Linked DNA regions of Mus musculus: region 1 is linked to region 2. Evidence: chromatin contacts called from public ChIA-PET data. All regions are on one chromosome and are shown on one strand. The core of a region is the stretch at or near the end of the contact, and the rest is flanking DNA. Distances in the headings are between cores, read along the strand shown. Region 1 overlaps Samd4 (sterile alpha motif domain containing 4). Region 2 has its middle 7.0 kb from the start of Gm41147.

What was found. ChIA-PET counts read pairs in DNA pulled down with a chosen protein or histone mark.
Region 1: a contact with region 2 is called in an RNA polymerase II ChIA-PET map of memory CD8 T cells, with 12 read pairs. The contact joins two enhancer-like sites. A contact is called at or near these places in 2 of 115 datasets of contacts at active chromatin or transcription factors (memory CD8 T cells and pancreatic cancer cells) and 1 of 9 other capture datasets (adipose tissue).

The regions. Positions count from the first base shown.
Region 1 is chr14:47,102,793-47,108,902 of GRCm38.p6, forward strand. Samd4 (sterile alpha motif domain containing 4) reads left to right here. Exons shown (of 13, transcript NM_001037221.2): 13 at 1-3,025. All of the region lies in intron 3 of Gm10371 (predicted gene 10371), which reads right to left. Among named protein-coding and RNA genes, the nearest start is that of Gm10371, 10 kb to the right of the region's middle. Within about 2 kb of position 2,004, at least 80 of the 459 cell types and tissues checked have an H3K27ac peak or open chromatin away from gene starts, as enhancers often do. A contact at or near this core is called in memory CD8 T cells, where this site is marked.
Region 2 is chr14:47,359,389-47,365,925 of GRCm38.p6, forward strand. No RefSeq gene overlaps it. Among named protein-coding and RNA genes, the nearest start is that of Gm41147, 7.0 kb to the left of the region's middle. Within about 2 kb of position 2,468, at least 76 of the 459 cell types and tissues checked have an H3K27ac peak or open chromatin away from gene starts, as enhancers often do. A contact at or near this core is called in memory CD8 T cells, where this site is marked.

The DNA of each region.
Region 1 (6,110 bases), core at 754-3,253, 260 kb before region 2:
AGGAAAGGTTAAGTTCCTGAGAGAAGTGGTTGCTCTCTCTATGCATGTGAGTCAGAGATTTGCTGTGTTGTGGGATGGTTTATCCAACCACGCACAGAAAAGAGAAAACCCTCACACGTACATTACACAGTTCGAGATTAACTGTAACACCGTGTGGGAATAGATCTATTTCTTAAGGGCAACAAAGAATAGTTCAGAATTTAATGCAATGGAGGATATCAGAGGGAATCCAAAAGAAATTATGTGCCACACTGGAGAATTAGCTGCGTAAATGTGACAGTATGAGTGAGTAGCCGGAGGCATGATCTAGAACATAATATAAGGCCTGTCTAGTAAATGGGTAAGACAGATTCCTCTTTAAAAAAAAAAAAAAAAGTGACATTTAAAACCAGACCATGCAAATGACCTTGCCTATGGTTATTTTTTTTTTCAAGTTAATGAAGTGCACACAGATTCTAAAGGCCTTAATAAAAATCCACACAACTGTGTTTGCCTGTCAAGATTACAGGTGGACAACCGAGCCGAGCCTTGGATGCTACAACAGAGATTTCGAAGTCCTTTTACAGTGCAGGGCCAAGGACACCTTAAGAAGGTTGAGCTTTTAGTGATCATGGACGACTTGGATCATCACCCCAATCAGCACTTTATAACAACACCAGAAACAAAAGATGCAGGACACTCCTTGGGTGACCCAGTCTTGAAGATGCAAATTCACGTGCAGAAAGAGGCAGCATGTTTAATTTTTATATGTAGATAGATAGACTTTTTTTTTTTAACCAAGTGCCATTAACATTCATCCCTCGTGTCCCTTTCCAAGCTCAGTGTTGGGGAAGGAGCTGGGATGGAGGATCCCATGTCAGGCAGAACAGGTTAAAATGTCGAAGGCCAAAGGGAAGGCCAGAGGGTCTGAGGAAGTGTTTGGAGGATGCTGGAAAGGTTAACAGAGAGGAACAATAGGACTCCTCATCCTGTAGGAAAGAGAAGGTGTTTAAGTCCGCTACACGCAACGCACGTACCCATAAGGTCATGGGATATTCAGAAACCAGTTTGTGAACACAATCACACGAGTGCGAATCTTTTAAGAGGAAGAAGACCATAGAGTATATTTGCAAATCTGAATTTCTATTTATTCCTTCATTGAATATAGAAGCAATGGTTATCTGATTATTAGAGATATTATTTTGGATATGTCACTTATTAACTCGCTATGGCTGGTACCCATGATAAAGTCTGTTATTAGTAACAACAGAATTCTTTTTTTAAAAAAAAAAAGAAAAAAAGAAAAGCTTATTTTTCATTGACTGTATAGATTTATCTACTTAGTTGTGGTTTGCTATGTTAGTGTTTTTATTTTTATTTTTTAAGTTGTGTTCTGATGATTTTTAAGAACCTCCCCCCCCCCACCTTGATTTGAGTCCTGTGTTGACTACAGGTATACAGCTCAATTTAAAAATCCTAAAGCAAAGAAATTTTATTTATAAAAAAAAATTTTAAAAAGAGTCGAGCAGTTGCATGCCTGAGGCTGTGAAGTCAGGCCTTGAGCAGTGAGCTGCAGTGCCTTTTTTTGTATTTACCCATTGACCACCCCGCCCCAACACAGCTGTTTTATATTAAATAGTAAAGGTTTGAAACTTTCCGAGTAAAGTCTATTTCACTGCATAGGTTCTCCCCATCTCCACCCCACCCCACCCCCGCCCCCACCCGCACCCCAGGCGCCCTGATTTAAGCAGCATGTCTGCACTGTCTGAGACACAATGCTGGTCTACAATATCATGGGGTGATGTTTTATTGGTGCTTTTTTGTTCATAGTGTTTTCTTACCAGAAAACAGTAGGAAGAAACACAAACTATACAAGACACAACACGACGCTGCTGATGGTTTGTTTTGTGTGTTCCCCACCCCCACCTGCTTTTTGAGTTTCACTTTCTTATTACACAAATCCAGCAAGCAAAGTAGTGGCCGGTGGGTCCCGCCTGCCTGCCTGCCTAGGGCTGCTATTTGCATCAAGCGCCCAGCCTGGGTTGAGCTGAAGGTCTCTTTCTGGTACCCAGGCCGGGAGCCAGCCGCAGCTGGGCCCCACCTCCCATTCTCCCGATGCGACACTGAGGGAAACCAGAGTTTCTTTTGAGGTGTCGCTGGCTGCCTTTTACAGAGTGGGAGTCTTCTCTGGGCCTTCCTTTCCTCTGTGCCTAGTAGCTAGCTAGCGCTGGTGCAAGGTTTGTAGATCTGTGCACCCCAGAGCTGGGATGAGGGCTGAGCGAGGGAGGGGAGGAAAGTGGATTCTGTTGGGCGCCCTTCCTCTCTAGCCTGAGTGGGGAGAACCCAGGGTGCTCAGGTGTGCCTATCATAAACAGAACCTGCAGAAGGATAAGTTGTACACAGAGCTGTGATGATATCTGTGTTGGCTTTGTTTTTCAGTTTGTTTTTCTTTTCTTTTTTTACAACTCATCAGAGATGTTTGCAAAGCGACTTTTTTTTTAATCCTTTATCTTGACTTAAAGGTAAATATGTATCCCTCTGGGAGGAGCAAAAAGAAAGCAGGAGTGTTAGTGATGGCAAACAGGAGACTTCCTCCCTTATTAATATATAACCCTCATGTATTTATGCCTAACGCAAGCTGACTTTCAAAGAGCTTCCTTTCGTTGCATGCCCTGTGCAGGCATCTGTATTGTACATGCATGCCTTTTGTCCTGGTTTCCTGTATAAAGTTAGTGAACAAAGAAATATTTTTGCCTAGTTCATGTTGCCAAGCAATGCATATTTTTTAAATTTGTCATACATGGAAAGAGCATGTTTGTTACATGTGAAAGCTCTACTGATGCAGATACACTAATGTTTGAACATGCTGTTCTTTGCAAGTGTACAGTTTTCAAATGTTGTTATCAGTGACAACACCCTTGTGGTCTAAACTTGCTACAATGTATTTATTATTCATTTCCTCCCACAGAAATAAGAATCATGGCTATATTTCATATGGTTATATTGAGAGTGAAGGGAAATGATTAATACAAGGTTTTGTAACACTGGTGTGTATGCGTGTGTCTTTTCACTCTCTCTCCTCTTTTTGTAAATATGATTAACTATTTAAAAAAAAATGTCTCTTAGAAATCAGCCCTCACTGAAGAACCAACATGAACTCCACCCACGTGACCATACCACGTGACCACACCATGTGACCACACCATGTGATGCCCACCATTAGCTGCCTACTCCTTTCTGAGACAGGTTGGGGAGAGGATGAGCAGAATGAACATGGTTTGATCTGTGCCCAGAATATCCAGTGAATGTTTTGTCCAAGGTAAATGCAAACTACTACATGGTCCATAACTTCCTCCCTCACTTGACTGCCTTTGGCACATCTTGCACCTTTATCATAGCATATAGAAACTGCCACCTTGGAATCTTGGGACTTCCCCTACATGTGGTTTGGACCCCATTCTAACACTTGTAACTCCAATATAATGACATATAATACATGGTAAGCTCTGAGTACTGGGTGGTTAAGAGTATGAGTGGAGAGGCAGACTTTAGATTGACATCTGGCTTCAGCATCCTCTAGCTATGTAATGAGGGCAACACTCTTAACCTCTTGACCTATGATGACTCGACCTTTATGTCTTTGGACCTCCAAGCCAAAGAGAAGTGAAGACAAAACATGAGACAGAGGCTATTCCCACCTGCAACCTTGCAACCACAGAGGTCTCTAAGATAGCCTCACTCGAGACGGGATCAATGAAGTCTTAGTGTTCAGTTGCTGTGAAAAGACACCACAACCACGGCAACTCTTACTAAAGAAAAACATTTAATTGGGGCTGGCTTATGGGTTCAGAGGTTTAGTCCATTACCATCATGGCAGGCAATCTGGCAGCACACAGAGCAGACATGGTGCTGGAGAGGCAGCTGAGAGTTCTACATCTGGATCTGCAGCAGGAAGAGTGACACTGGGCCTGGCTTGAGCTTCTGAAGCCTCAAAACCTACTTCAACAGGGCCACACCTCTGATAATGCCACTCCCTATAAGTCTATGGGGGGCATTTTCATTCAAACCACCACAAATGACCACACAGCAACTCCCCTTTCTTCGGGCTCAACAGTTTAAAACACATTTTTTTTTAAAAAAAATCTAAATTGGTGCTTGAAAGCATACAGAAATACCTCATACCCTAAGATTAAAAAAAATGAAATTCCTCATAAAGTTAAATCTTTATAACTCAAATGAGCAATAAGACAGACACACAAGAAAATATTGGACCTTGCTTTTAAATGTACAGAATGGGAAGAAACGAATATTAGAGACCAGGGCTCAGGGGAGCGGGTGGTTAGCACTGCCTGGAGTAGAGCTGGGCCAGCTGATCCTGGCAGCAAGGCTAGTGCTCTCTGGCTTTGTAAAGGGATGTTCAATCCTGGAAAAAGGGCCTACACAGTGGAAAGCTCCCAGGGCATCCCACAGCCCTTGCACCAAAGAGATGTAATTCCACTTATTAAAAAAGGAATTGGAGCAGGCAGTAATGGTGCAGGCCTTTAATCCTAGCACTTGGGAGACAGAGGCAGATGGATCCCTGAACTTCAAGGCCAGCCTGTTCTACATAGTGATTCCAGACCAGCTCTGACTATAGAGAGAAGCCAAAAAAGAGAACTGCCACATTTATACCATCATGATATAGAAGGGGTCACAGGTAGATTTAAGAATCTAAAAGGCCACAGGCAAGTTATCAACTCACAGTCATTGAACAATCCTGGGGGAAATCCACACTCTAGGAAAATGTCCTGACTCATCCCATTGGTCAGTCACCACGTCTATCACCCACAGAACAGTGTTTCCTACAGACAATTTGCATCCCACCACAGACCTGCAGAGAGTATTTCACAGATGTTACAGCTGCTGTCAACTTGACAGAATTCTGAATCATCTGGGAACCACCTCTGGGCACGCCTGTGAGAGGTGAGCTCTCCTGCACTGAGATGAGGTTTGCCCACTGTGGGTGGCACCATCCCTTAGCTGGGATCTTAGTCAGTATCCATAGACGGGGAACAGAGCAGCAACACTCATGTATCCTTTACTCTCTGTTCTGATTCTGTGACCAGCTGCCTGGAGCCATTGCCTCTCTAACTTCCCCATTATGATGAACTGCAACCTTCAAACTGTAAACTGAGATTAGCTCTTTCTCCCTTAAGTTGCTTTTATTGGAGTATGTTTATCACAACAATGGGAAGAGAATCTAAGACATAAGACAACAGACTTGTACAAGCATCTCTGCTCTCTATAATTTCTGTTCACATATCTTGACACTTGAGCCCACACCTTCCTTCCTTGAGGGTTTTTTTCTCTGAGCCCTTAGCAGTAGCTCTGGAATGCCCTAACCCATTCTCCAAACTCCACTTGTGGTTACTGGTTGGCTTTTCCCATTTAACAGAATTCCAACTCTTGTCAGGTACAATAAAAATTAAACTCACACTGGCACCCTGCCGCATTTTATGAGATCAAGCAGACAAAATTAATCTATCCAATTTCTGCACAGCTACTGTGTTCTACTTTGCTAGTCTCTGAGGACAATCAACCGGAAGAGATAGATGGTAGGGTTTTGGTTCTAATATACCACTAAGCCAGACCAACAACACCCCCAGAACAGAAGTCACTCATGGATCTCAGAGATATCTAGAAATTGGCCCAAGAATGAAGACCAGTTAGACCATGAGTCATGTCTCAGAGCTGCAAACAAAACAGGTGGGAATGTAGGGGCGACAGGTGAGAACAGGGAATGGGTGTATGGGCCACAAGTGGGAATAGGAAGTGAGTGTATGGGTGATAGGTGGGAATAGGAAGCAGGCGTATGGGCATGTCACTTCTGAAACAGAAGTCTTTGGAACAGTCTGTTATTATAGCAGTGTTCCTAAGCCACCCTCCAAACTACTCTACTTCCTCATCCTTGGCTCCTGGCCTTCGTGGATTGAGAATGGAGGGTGGCTCGTGTGTGTGTGTGTGTGTGTGTGTGTGTGTGTGTGTGTGTGTGTGTGTGTGTGTGTGTGTATGTACAGTGTGTGTGTCTGTGAGTGGGGACTCTGTGCGTGTGCATGTGTGTGTGTGTGTGTCTGTATGTTTGTGTGTCTGTG
Region 2 (6,537 bases), core at 1,218-3,717:
CACACAGTTGAAAGACAGGAGCTAAAGGTGAGCTGAGCTAAAGCACGGTTGCAGGATAGTCGATCAGACCGTGAGTCCCAAGAGTGTGTTTATTGTTTACTGGAAAACCCTGGTTTTGGTTGGGTGTGGCTCAGCCTTAGCCTACACCTTTAATTCAAGAATGTTCTGCTTGGCTTTTGTAAACAGGATTAAATAAAGTGAACCACAGGTCAGGGGGCAGAGCAAGCAATCAGTTGACAAAAAGTGAACGTAGGATTATTTAAAAAAGAAATCAGAGAGAGTAAGAGGAAGTCAGAAGGATGGATAGAGAGGCACAGGAAGTAGAAGGGAGGACATTGAGTTGGAAGGAGGTTTCTTAGAGATGGCGTGAGAGAGGGACATTGTTTCTAGGATGTCAGCTGAGGAGGAAGTTCAGCTGGGTGCTTTCTCTTCCTCTCTGAGCTAGCTGGTTTTCACCACAGCATCTGGCTCCTGAGTCTCCCCATTGGTAAAGTTGAACAACTGAGATTTTGTTTAAAAAACAACAGACCATAACCAAGCCAGCCTCCTCAGGCTGGGGTCTTACATCCACTTGGAGGCTGCGGGGGATAGATGTTTCTGGACAGTTCTGATCATTGAAAGTGAGACTAAGAGAACTGATTAGCCCAGAGAAGAAAACAGCAGGGTTTTTGTTTTGTTTTGTTTTCAAAACCTGGCCGGGCATGGTGGCACACACCTTTAATCCCAGCACTTGGGAAGCAGAGGCAGGCGGATTTCTAAATTTGAGGCCAGCCTGGTCTACAAAGTGAGTTCAAGGCTACACAGAGAAACCCTGTCTTGAAAAACCAAAAAAAAAAAAAAAAAAAAAAAAGAAAAGAAAGAAAGAAAGAAAGAAAAACAGAAAAAAAAAAAAGAAAAGAAAATCTGACATCTTATTGGAACTAGCACAGGGTGGACCAGGGACAGATCCTAGACAGAAGGGTGAAAGCATTGTTGTTGGTGGCTCACGTGTGGCTACAGAGGCATCCTGGAGGGCAGATACGAAGGAAGAATGCAGCATGGAGTCTATGGGCCAGACTGAGAGAGAACTACACAGGCGCCTGGCTCAGCCGTGCAAGCTGAGCTCTGGCCTCTTCCCTGCCCAGGAGGCCACCAGCAGCCAAACCACGGAGGGATAGTAAGGAACCTGGAGTGCCACAGAGTTGCTGTGACCTAGGAATTGTTGCTGTTGCTGTGTAGAGACATGCAAGAGAGTCTTGACAGAAGAAACAACAGATTCGCATGACTACCCCAAGAAAAAGAGGATATTTTTCTGTGACCTCACTTTAGATTACATTACTTTATTTATCATGTGTGTGTGTGGGGGGGGGGACAGGGTTGCGTGTGTAATACAGAAAAGGTGTCAGCGTCAGAGGATGACTTTCAGAGGTCTCTGCTCCCATCATGTGGGTCCTGGGGACCAAGCTCAGGTTGGCAGGCTTGGTAGCTGCTGAGCCATCTTGCTGACCCCATGGGCATATTAATTACAAAGATTCCTAACAAGGATAGAGCGGCTACCATTGCAGGTTGGTGGTAGATGTAGTTCTTGCTTGCTTGGCAAACAGCTGTATAATTTTGCTTTCCCACAGGCTGGTAGCAAAGGAAAATACATTTAAAAAATTTTAAGTCACGGGGAGAAAAAAAAAAAAAAAACAACAAACCAAGTGGAAGCAACTCTTTTTCTCCTCAGATCTGCTCACGTTTACTTTGAGAAAGCACACGTGTCGGCAGAGTTACGGAGACTGGTTCTGCCCATGGCAGGTGCTCAGAACAGGGCGGCTTATAATTATTTCCATTTGTCTTGTGTTTGCTCACAAAAGTAGAGGAAATTATAAGAGGCGGGCAATGGCTGTCATTACTTACCTTGGAAATTGTCCATCATGGTTTCTCATGTGTATTTCCTAAAGAAATGACTGTTGACTGTGGTCTAGCCCTGGGTAATCTGGCCTAGTCATTTTGGTGCCTGTCTTAGGATTTCCATTGCTGTGAAGGAACACCACAGCAACAGCAACTCATAAAATGCAACATTTAATTAGGGCTGGCTTACAGGTTCGGTCCATTATCATCAATGGTGGGAAGTATGGCAGCATGCAGGCAGACCAGAGTTCTACATCTTGATCTGAAGGCAGTCAGGAGGAGACTGGGCAGAGCTTAAGCACGTATATTCCTCAAAGCCTGCAAACATACTTCCTCCACAAGATCACACCTACTCCACAAGGGCACACCTCCTAATAGTGCCACTTCCCTTGGCCAAACACTCAAACACATGAGACTATGAGGGCCATATCTATTCAGACCACCACAGTGCCCAAACTTACCACAAGCCTGTATGTCACCAGTTAAAAACTGACTTTCTCCAACCCCCTACTTTCAAGAACACCCACCTCAGTAGCTCTGTCATGTCTGAGGAAGAATGAGCTAAGCTGGGCATGACAGCCCACATCTGCAACCCAGCACTTGGGTGGTTGAGGCATAATCATGAGACCAAATTTGAGAGCAGTCCAGGCTCCACAGAAAGTCCCTGCCCCAACAAAACAAAATAGTCACACAGCCTCTTCAACCACTTGATTTATCATTCCGTGCCTGGCATTTCTGCCAGAAACTGGGGATAAAGTGACCAAGGGATTGCAGCATGAGCTGGCACCAAGAAGCTCACGGGTGGACGTGAAATTCTGCGTGAAGTAGGGCCTGCTCATTCTGAAAAGAAACCCTTGTTCCTCCTGACTCCTCACCCCGGTTTCCGGTTCCCTCTCTCACTTCAGCCTTGTCTTTCTGCGTCAGCATCACATGCTCTCTTCTCCTCAGTTTGTGGTTGTGGTTGTTATTGTTTGTTCTACAAAGAACGGTTTGCATTCCTTATCTTTCCGGCCACCAAGCTGTGCAGGTAGTCCTGAAAATGCTCACTCTATCAGTGGTCAGGATGCTTGCTGGACCCTTATGGCAGAGTTATCACTGTTCTTGCCTTCGACCCAAGAGGGCATGCGTGAATACCTCTATCTGCATCTCTCTGTGTCTGTCATCACTTTCTCCTTATGTGGCATAGGGGTCCAGCCTCCATCTTTTTCTGCCTGCTACCCATTCTAGGAGATGACAGTCACCTCAAAGACTCCAGAGACATTCCCACTTTGCTCCATCTGGAGTCTCCCCTGACCTCAGACCCTTACTTTCTCTTCCTGGGCATGCTGTTGGGTTTCAGATCTGTGGGAAGGAAGAACGAGAACTGTGATTTTAGAACTGACTCCTCTCTCTGCCATCAACTGAATCGGGGGCCGAATCAGAAGCCTCTGTGACCTCTGTCACTGTCCCCTCTCTTTCAGGGAATCTTCCTGCCACTGAGATCCATTAGAGCTGACTCCAAGCCATCAGTCCCAACGAGGAATGGTGAATTGGCTTCATCTAATGTGTCACTTCCATGTGCTAAGGATTTGGAGACAGCACTTGGCCTCACAAGAAAACACTGCGGTGCCTGGTTGTGCTCCCACAGCAGGATTCACACTTCGTTCCTTCATTAGCTCTGCACCTTCTCTGGTGAACAAACAGAGCTCAGCCCTTCCTGTTGCAGGTTGCCACTGCCCTGGGCACTCTCTCTCTTAGGACTAGGCCCCTTAATAAACATTTCCCACTTGTGATTCCTCATCACCACAGAAACGTTGCCATCACCCTACACATATATCAGTGAGGACTAGAAATCAAACATGTATTGATAGTAAATCATGAAGAAACATTTTAAACAATCCTTTGGTGTGTTGCAATTTATCATGTATTAGAGCAGAAAGTAATTGTCACAATATGCAGGAGATGGATATGTGCTTACTTGTTTTTACATAAGATTAAATCTTGGCTGAATATTTGATCCTGCAAGGTGTAGAAACGTTTCAGTATTCTTCAAAGTTGACCAATATTTTGTTTTCTAAATAGTCAGTGCTGGGCTGGAGAGATGGCTTAGTGGTTAAGAGCACTGACTGCTCTTCCAAAGGTCTTGAGTTCAAATCCCAGCAACCACATGGTGGCTCACAACTATCTGTAATGGGATCTGATGCCCTCTTCTGATGTGTCTGAAGACAGAGATAGGACAGTGTACTCACATGCATAAAATAAATAAATCTTAATATATAAATAGTCAGAGCTGAGAATATTGCCTTGTAGAACTATAAAATGGCAGAAATGTGCTCACAGTGACTTCAGAGATTGTTAGAAACTCTATTCTAATCACAAACCCAAATCATCTAACAATCAAAATATTATTATTATTTTATGTTGTATGGGTGTTTTGCATGCATGCATACCTGTATGCCTTGTGTGTGCTCGGTGCCTGGGGAGACCAGAAGAGGACCTGAAGTGACAGACAGTTGTGAACCACCATGGGATGCGATGCTGAGAATCCAATCCAAGTCTTCTGGAAGAGCAGTCAGTGTTCTTCAGTGCTGACCCACCCTCCAGCCCTCACAGTGCTTCAAAAGAGAAAACAATTCAAATAGCAATTTTTATGATTTTTAAAAAATATATCTTATTTATCTTATATATATATGTTGAGTACACTGTAGCTGTCTTCAGACACACCAGAAGAGGGCATTGGATTCCATTACAGATGGTTGCTAGCCACCATGTGGTTGCTGGAAAATGAACTCAGGACCTCTGGAAGAGCAGTCAGGGCTCTTAACCACTGAGCCATCTCTCCAGCCCACAATTTCTAAAATCAAACGCTCTGACACAATGCACTAATCTGATGCTTACATGCTAAATAATGACACAAATATTAAAAGTCTTTGCTTCCTAAAAGTAAGCCACTATGTTTTTCTAAGAGCAAAAAGTCTCGAACAGCAGAAACACTGCTTCTCACGATGCAGAAGCATCCGGAATCTGAGCCACGGTGTACCAGCCAGACAGCACGCACAGGGCAAAGTGTACGCTGTGTGTCCTGAACTAAGGCTGCAATGAGATCCTGCATGGGTGAAGACTGCCAGAAACCCCTCAGATTTGTCATCTGCTTGATTTGGAATTAATCTGTCTGGAAAGCCTTCAGTGTCATCACCCTCTGAATACGCTCCACATTTAGTGACCCACAGTCCAAAACGCTGAGTCTTGGAATACCAGAAATATGCCAAAACTTCCACGTATCCTCTACCTTCTGACTCTCTCACCCCCACCATTAAGACCTTGCATTGTCCCTCCAAAACAGTGGTTTTCAACACCTGGGGGGGGGGGTTGAACGCCCTTCTTATAAGGGGTCACCTCAGACCATCTGCATATCAGATATTACATTCTGATTTGTAGCAGTAGCAAAATTACAGTTATGAAGTAGCAATGAAAATAATTTTATGGTTATGGTGTCACCTCAGCATGAGCAACTGTATTAAAGGGGGTTGCAGGATTGGGAAGGTTGAAAACCACTGCAAAAAGACCTGCACTCTCTGATCTACCCGCACCATAGTCCTGCGGCTCACAGAACAGACCCAATGTCTCCCTGCCCCGTCTCAACCCCTACGTCAGCTACTTACTACCTGTGCAACCCCGATCGATTTATGTAACTCCCTATGCCTCTGTTTCCTCATCATACAAGTGGAAATAGTTATTACTCACTGATAAGCTGCTGTGAGAATTACACGAGTTAAAGGACAGAAAATGCCTAGCTTAGCTCCTGCCGTGTAATAAACCCAAGGGCAATGTTCATTCATGTTGCTACCACACCTGGAACCCTTCTTCCCCTTGGCTTTGCTCAGGGTGTTCCACTGGCCCTGCCCGGCCTTCCTCCACTCCCAGTAGGAGTAAATTGTTCCTCTCTCTGCAGGACAACGGCGTGTGTCACATGCTTCCTCCACTCCGCCGTAGGGGGCGGGGGTGGGGTAGGGGACAGGCAGTAATTACTATCTATGTGCGCTCGTGCGCATGAGACTCAGGGTTTGGGTGCTCCTTAAAGGCAGGCTTTTGTGTCGGAGGAGAGTAGCCCTGTCGGTGATAAGGAATGAATGAACTGTCCGCAGAGGCAGACTGACTGTTGAGTAGTAAAACGGGTCAGAGTTGAAGTTGCTATTTATCACCCTTGCAGGTTCCTCCTTGCTTCCTGAAGCACCGTCTGCTCCGCATCGCTGGGAATCACTTGGCTAGCTCAGGCTTGTTTGAGCCTGGGAGGGGGTTTGTGACTTTCAGTGCTATACTGCCCATTCTCGTCATCGAAGATTGCATTTTTCATAATCTAGTTTCCTCCAACATTTGGGTTCCACTCTAGGTAAAGAACAAACAGGAGTTCCTCTCTCTACTCCAAGACTCTCGAGGCTCCCTCTCTCTTTTTGAGACAAGATCTCACTATGTAGTTCTGGCTAGCCTAGAACTTACAGAGATCCACCTCTCTCAGCCTCTCAAGAATTAAAAGCATTAAAGGCTAGGATTAAAAGCATTTGCTGCCGTGCCCAGTTTGACGTTCGTTCATTCTTGCTGAGACCATGGACTTTGAGGTCTTCGTGATTGTGAATAATATCGTTGCTGCAAGTGGTGGTAGGGTTTTTGGAGAGCTTTGAGTTA